Regions from separate parts of the Sus scrofa genome. Here region 1 is linked to region 2. Evidence: chromatin contacts called from public Hi-C data. All regions are on one chromosome and are shown on one strand. The core of a region is the stretch at or near the end of the contact, and the rest is flanking DNA. Distances in the headings are between cores, read along the strand shown.

Region 1 (3,928 bases), core at 1,399-3,898, 440 kb before region 2:
AGATGGGCATGTTTTCAAAATGTTCATGCTTCTGTGAGGACAAATTATAGAAAAGTCCAATGTTATAATCATATGAGAAATTCATTGACTATATCACAAATCTGGTGATTTTTAATCCTTTATGTTATCGATAGTGAGTAAACATTAACTGTGCAATTTCTTGGCCTCTGCTCTCTTCATTCCATTTGTATCATATATACAAAGCATTATGGAGGATAAGTATCACAATTTAGTGTATCATTGGATCTGAAGTTGTGTAAGAGTTTAAAAAAAATGCCATACGGCTGACCCTTACAACAAATAACTGCTTGAAACGGTCCTAAAAGGGCCCATTTAAAAAAATAAGATTTGATTTCATAAAATTCTAGTGAAATAAAAAAAAATATCGGCTGGAGTTCCCATCATGGCGCAGTGGTTAACAAATCTGACCAGGAACCATGAGGTTGCCGGTTTGATCCCTGGCCTTGCTCAGTGGGTTAAGGATCTGGCATTGTTGTGGCTCTGGCATAGGCTGGCGGCTACAGATCTGATTAGACCCCTAGCCTGGGAACCTCCATATGCCGTGGGTATGGCCCTAAAAAGACAAAAAAAAAAAAAAAAAAAAAATGGCAGAGATTGCAGAATAATTTTTTTTTTTTTTTTTTTTTTTAACAGCAGCACCTGTGGCATATTGAAGTTCCAGGGCTAGGGGTGGAATTGGAGCTGCAGCTGTGGCCTATGCCAGGGACTGAACCCACATCCTCACAGAGTCAACATGGATCCTTAACCTGCTGGGCCACAATGGGAACTCCCAGAATAATTTCTTCAAAAAACCAAACAGAGACTTTTTAGGAAATTTAATGATCTCTCCATCCAATGGGTAAATTTTCTCAATACTGAGTGATTTATTCAGTTTCTTTTTTCAATGAAGTTAAACTGTTTCAAGTAGCATATCCCAGTTTAGGGCTCTGGTTGTTACAAAGTTCTTTACATAAAAACAAAACATGCCTCTCCTAGTCCAACTAAGCTGTCATGTTTTCTCTACATATGTCCGCGTATCAGGTGTTCCTCAAATGTTTTCAATTTTCTCCAGTTTTTGTCCCTCTTATGGGGCACCCAAAATATCACACTGAACCACAATTACTCCTCTGAACAATGTTTTTCAAACTATGGGATGTGACATTACTATCTTAAGAAGTCAAGTTTTAAAAAATTAAAATAAGAAAAAAGTCAGAACACACAGTATACAGAAAACATTTTCATGAAAACTGTGTGTGGTGTGTACCATGAATTGGACTGTAAGGCAAAATGCATTTTTTACGGTGGTTGCAGTCAAATTGAAAATGACTACTTTAGCATGTGATAAGTGAGATAAGAGACAAAATTTCCCCCAATGTGATCAGTATACATACAAATTACTGCAATGAACCATAAGCCCTGGAGAAATAAAAGATCTAGTACTAGACACAGTTTTTTATCTTTGGGAGAAATAGTACACTCAGACGTGGTTAAAAAAAAAAAAAACAAGACATACAAACTGAGCTGCATCCTGGACACAGAATATGCTATGGATTCTGATTCCTATTAAAGCTACAACCAAGTGTCCTCCTCTCCTGATGGGTCCTCCTCCCAACACCAGGCCTTAGGTCCAGCTCACACTCAAGGGGTATGCCTTGTGTTAGTTCATAGCATATCACCAACATCTCAGAGCTGAAACTGACTAGGAACACAGCTTGATAACGTCGTAACAGGACACAGTCTGTTAATTTTTTTTTAATCAAGATTTGTTTCTTTACCTGGACACCCTGGGGGGAAGGGAGCGAGGTAGGGAGGGACGATACATGGGCCCTCTCGGATCCCCTAGTCCGGGAGAGCGATCCAGTAGGGTGGAGAGCTTGGTCATCAGCCATGAACACTGATGAGGCGTCACTCGGATGAAATCGCACCTGCCCAGTTTTTTAAGACGCTCTGCCCCAAAGCAGGTTCGGATGCGACATCCCGCGGTCAGCGGCCCCAGCCTCCTCCCGCCGGCAGAGCCCAGGTGCGCGCCTCGCCCGCGTCCCCTGCGCGCTCCGAGGCCGACCACCTGCCTCCGCCTCCCGGTGCTTCCCCGCCTCTCGGAGCCGCCCGGCCCGGTCCGCGGCCTGCCCCGGGAACCCCGCGTCGCCGCCCTCACCTCCTCGCTGTGTGTAGACGGGCACTTCTTCCGCAGGCGGCCCCAGTTGAGCAGGTTCCCCGTCTGCAGGTGCAGGGTGCTGGCCCGCGCCAGGAGCGCCCCGGCCGCGCGGCTGTCGGTGCCCATGGCAGCAGCTGACGGAGCGGGCCCGGCGGCCGCAGGCAGGGAAGGAGGCCCCCGGAGGCCGGAGAGCGGAGCGCGAGGCTCTCGCTCCACGCGGCGGGACCCCGGCCTGCGCTCGGGCCAGAGGGCGGTCGGGCGACGGCGGAGCGGCGGCCGGGGAAGGACGCGCCAGTGGATGCGGCTCCAGCTACTGCGGCCGCCGCGGGAGAGCTGACTCCCGCTAGAGCAGCCGTTTCCAGGAAGACAATGACTAAGCAGAAATCGCCGCGGAGAAAGTGCTTCGTAACCGTTACCCGTCCCGCGGCGGGGCCGGGCCGGGCCGGGTGGGACGGGGCGGGGCGGCGAGCGGGCGGCGGCGCCTGCCCGCGGGTGACTGGCCCTCTGCCTGCGGCGGGCGTGGCGCTAGGCGCCGGGCCGGCGCGCGGCGCAGGGAGCGCGGGGCGCGCGGGGCGGGGCGACCGGCGGGCGGGGCGGGGCGATCGGAAGGGCGGGGCGGGGCGCCCCCTGCAGGTCAGAGGGCGGGGCGCCGGTCCGCGCCGCCTCCACCCACGGCCGCGGACGGCCTCCCAGCCAATGGCCGGGCACGCTGCTGATGCCCTCACACACCTCTTTAAAAAGACAGCGACGGCGTCCACGGAGGCTTTGAAATACTGGCGGTTTTCAGTTCTCAGAAGCGGGTGTTAATGCACAGGACCCCCTTCTCCTTCAGATCTGCTTTGCTACCGTCTTCCTTAGTTCATTTCCTTTCGCCAGGGCTTTCCCCCAAACGGCTCATTTCCCTTCCTGTCCTTGAATTGAAGGTCTGTTGATTGACACTATTTTGCGGGCCCGTATGCGAAGTCAAAGAGTGAGACTTAATCTCTGCCCTTGAGAAGTTTAAACTCTAGTTCCAGATACAAGGCCAATGAGTAATAATATAAGAATATCGTAGTTTCCAGATGAGTTCAGAGTAAAGAGAGCACTAAAACCCGGCAGTCCGGGGAAGATATGACTTGTGACTATTCCTATTAAATTTCAGGTGCGGTAGACTTGGAATGAACCTCAAATTTAACATTTATTGAGCTTTCCTCAAAAAACTTTTACTTATGTTGAGAGTAATCACATATAGTAAAAAGCAAAATGCTGTTAAAAAGAGATGAATTTCAGTTAGTAAATATTAGGAGAGAGGTTGGAAAGCAAGCTCCTTCTAGGAAGAGTTAGAAATTGAGGCTGATCTTGAGTAAATATTTGTTGCTGAATGAAGGTAAGAATTCATTGAAGAGGAGTTCCCGTTGTGGTTCAGCGTTATGAACTGACTAGTATCCATGAGGATGTGGGTTCGATTCCTGGCCCTGCTCAGTGGGTTGAGAATCTGGTGTGAGCTGCAGTGTTGGTCACAGATGTGGCTGGGATCCCCTGATGCTGTGGCTGTGGTGTAGGCCTGCAGCTGCAGTGCTGATTAGACCTCTAGCCTGGAACTTCCATATGCTGAGATTGCAGCCCTAAAAGGCAAAAAAAAAAAAAAAGAGGAACTCATTGAGGAAAAGATTAATCCCAGAAGCAAGAATAAACAGGGGCCATTTTAGTTAACGGAAACATTTGATTCTTATTTTTTTCCTTTTTTTTCTTTCTTAAGGTCACACCCGAGGCATATGGAGGTTTCCAGGCTAG
Region 2 (3,616 bases), core at 1,115-3,614:
GCAGTGGTTAATGAATCCGACTAGGAACCATGAGGTTGCGGGTTCGATCCCTGGCCTTGCTCAGTGGGTTGGGGATCCAGCGTTGCCATGAGCTGTAGGGTAGGTCACAGACGTGGCTTGGATCCTGCATTGCTGTGGCTGTGGTGTAGGCCAGCGGCTACAGCTCTGATTAGACCCCTAGCCTGGGAACTCCCATATGCCTCTGGAGTGGCCCTAGAAAAGGCAAAAAAAAAAAAAAAAAAAAACCAAAAAAACCAAACACTTTCCCCCTTAATTATTATTATTATAAAGTGTAAATCTGAAAAATTGCTTGCGTTAATTATAAATGGATACAGTGCTAAGGAACTTTCTCTAAAATCCTAGGTTGGCAGAAACTTCATTCTTTGGAACACATATTAGTGCGAACAGATTATTCCTTTCCTGCCTGGGGAAATGGGTGCCATGTAAGTCACTTTGACCTGGAGAAGTAGCCTCAATTTTAGTGCAGAGGTTCCGATAAAAGGTTGTTCAGATATTCTACATTAATCTTAAATTTTTCTTTCAACGAAATGGAATCCCTGGCCTGCGTCCCAACCCAGGTCTGATAGGAATCCTTTTACATGTAGGTCTGAACTGCCCTGAGCCTGTTAAGCACTATGTCATTTAGAGTCGACCTAACTCTTCCCTACTCCAAACACCATAATGATCCCAGTTTCTTTCCTTTTTTGGAGACATGCCCACCATTCCTCTGCTATGCAGTTTCTTTTGCTGCAGCAAGTTAATAAACCCAACTTTGCTGGGTTACAATTTTTGTCCCTAGGGCTTTATGACCATTTGGTGTTATCTGAGCTCATATCACGAGTTGCAGTGTGGCTCAGCAGGTTAAGGATCCCACATAGTAACTGCAGTGGCTTGGGTTGCTGCTATGGTGTGGGTTTGATAGCTGGCCCAGGAACTTCCCAAATGGCCTAAAACAAAAAAGAAAACAAAACAAATTACCCATGCTTCTTGAGCCAAGGGTGGGTTTTTCAGAACACCTTGCCCAATGAGTAACATTCTTACCTTACCTTTCCTTTGAACTATAGTCTACTTCCTAAATATATCTCTCCTTTGAAATATATTTACTAAATGGATATATTTTGGACTAACCTTACACACCCTACCTTCACTGCTACTAACTCCAAGGTGATACACTTTCTCCCAGGGTTTCTAACGCTTTTACAGTGCTATGCAATTTATGAGTGAATTAGTAATTTTCCCTCTTCCTGAATAATTCTTGTAATCTCTATTAGGTGAGAAAACTCCTAAGGAACCATTGTTTTGTGTTTTATTTTAATGTGGAGTACTTTAATACGCCTATTGTGCAGATTTTATATACTTATTTTCTGACTGACACACTTGCTTTTCTCTGGTTTCCTCAACTGAAGACAAGAACTCATGAGTCACCGTACATTTCCCCAGTCCAAATGCTAAGGAGAGGGATTTCTGTATCACAGGGCCTAGCAGAAGAATGCTGTAATCTGTAATGCCTTTCTGATTCTGGGAGTCAGGCCAGCGTGAATACAACGCATGCTTGTTATTTCTGAATGCCCCTTCGCCAACAGCGTTTCTCAAACTTTCTGTTTGACCAGATCCACAGTAAGAAATACATTTTGTATTACTCCTCAGGACACATAGATACGAAAAACTGGCAAAACATTTTCTCAAAACAATTCTTTTACACAAAATGCACCCCGAGATTTTTTCTATTATGTTCTGTTCGACCAGAATTCATTAAAAAAAAAAAAGTGGCGGAAAACCGATAGCACCATCCCCTACAGCCACCGCTGGCTTGGAAAAAGGTGTTTGATTTGCAGTCACTCCTTCCCCATTTCCACACGTTGTCCCGACAGGTGTTTTCATCTAAAGGATTACTGTGCGCTCAGTTTTGAGTAAATGATCTGTGACGGGCTGTTCCTCTCCTCCAGGCGCCTTTAAGAGGGTGGTGACAGCCCATCCAGGCGAGTGGCGTGGCTGGTCCCACCAAAGCCCCGGCGCAGGCCAGGCCCGCTTTTCCAGTTCTTGAGAAAGCCTGGGTGTGCGCGCGCGCGGAAGTGGGGGTAGGGGCGAGGCGGGGGCCACCCCGAGGCCTCGGAGCACCGAGTTGCTGCCGAGGGAGGCTCGGCGGCCGTCTCTGCGCCCGCGCTCCCGGTGACCCTGCGACGGTCCGCGCGTGCGCAGAGCGCATCCCGGGAACTGTCCGGCCTCCGCGGCGCCCGCGCGCGCTCCCGCCGAGCCGAGGTCGGGGGCGGGGGTTCCGGCGCGCGGCCGCGCCAGGGGGCGGCCCTGCGCGGCCGGCCCCGCCCTCCCTCGGCGCGCTCCTCTCCTCCCAGTCTCCCCCGCGCTTCCTGCATTAAGGTAGCCGCCGCCGCGCCCGGGTCCCCGTCCCCGAGTCGCTCGCACAGGCTGTGCCATGGCGGCCTTCAGCAAGCACCTGACCGTGCGAAACTCCTCGCTGGCGGGGGCCGCCTTCCTGCTGCTTTGCCTGCTCCACAAACGGCGCCGCGCCCTCGGCCTGCACGGGTAAGAAGGCCCGTGGCCGCGCCGCGTTCCCGGGCCCGAGCGGGAGCTCCCCGCGCGCTCTCAATCTTTGCCCGGCGGGGTCAAGCGTAGAGGGGCCGGCCGCCGCTGCCAGGCTCCAATGTCAGGGTGTCCCGGTGTCCCAGAGGCGCGGGCGGCCCCAGAGCTGCCTGCGCTCCGCCCGCCTTTCCGGCTGCTCACTCTGCCCCCGGGGGTGTGAAGGAATCGTTTCTCTGCGCCCGTGGGCAAACCTGTGCCTCTGTCCCGACGTGGCTTCCCCGTGTCCTCCCCAAACCACCTCCTTCCTGCATTAACTTTCTGGGTGTGTTTTAGTTTTGCCACCTCATCCCCTGCCAGACCGTGGGTTTGCTTTGTGGACGTGTATGTATGATGGGAGGATGGAGACTGGACTCACCAGGCTAGAGGCTGTGGTCTAGAGCATTGGATGAGCTTTGGCACGATTCCTTAGTAGTTGCTGTTGAGAGTCGCGAGGATGGTTCACACAAACTATCTTGGGTCCGCTTGGCAAAGTTGCCTTGTAAAGTGGTGTCCCCTTGGAGTTGGTCATTGAACTCCCAGGCATTTCATCTGGAAAGGCTGATCGGTTCCGAGGTATTAGGAGGGCCAGGTTCCCTTCCCTGACTCGCAGGTGGAAGGTGAAAGTGTTTTAGGTAAGGGTTAGGATTCTCTTTGATTATACTCCCCTGCTTGCCTCCTCGAGAATTTTAATGTTTAGATTTAATTTGGGGAGATTATAACATTAGAGAAGGGAGAGAGAGAATTGAGTTACTGTTCTGGGGTTACTGACATAATTTTTTATTTGCCAAGAGTCACTTTCCTTCAGCAAATGAATGAGAAAAGGCTACTTCCTAAGCATTCCTGCCACTCTTGTATATTTCATATTAAATTTTGGCATAGTGCTTTCATGCATTTTATTTATTTATTTATTTGGGCAGGTACTGTTTGCCTTCTGTTTTGATTTGCCCGTTATATCTAATTAGTAGACTTTTGACCAAACCACTGACAAGTGGCTTTAATTCCCATGAAGTTCTTAACTAACCATCTCCTGACTTCCTTA

The links. A called contact is a pair of places that touch in the nucleus more often than the background predicts.
Region 1: a Hi-C map of liver shows a contact between it and region 2, with 4 times the contacts expected there. The contact joins the promoter of GCLM here to the promoter of ABCD3 in region 2. A contact is called at or near these places in 2 of 5 promoter capture datasets (fetal liver and liver) and 2 of 47 Hi-C or Micro-C datasets (heart right ventricle and liver).

What each region holds. Positions count from the first base shown.
Region 1 is chr4:123,369,918-123,373,845 of Sscrofa11.1, reverse strand. GCLM (glutamate--cysteine ligase regulatory subunit) reads right to left here and starts at 2,648. Exons shown (of 7, transcript XM_001926378.4): 1 at 2,156-2,648. The coding sequence starts at 2,281.
Region 2 is chr4:122,928,188-122,931,803 of Sscrofa11.1, reverse strand. It overlaps ABCD3 (ATP binding cassette subfamily D member 3), which reads left to right and starts at 2,364. Exons shown (of 23, transcript NM_001244133.1): 1 at 2,364-2,541. The coding sequence starts at 2,432. It overlaps LOC102161678 (a long non-coding RNA gene), which reads left to right. Exons shown (of 7, transcript XR_002343596.1): 7 at 1-42.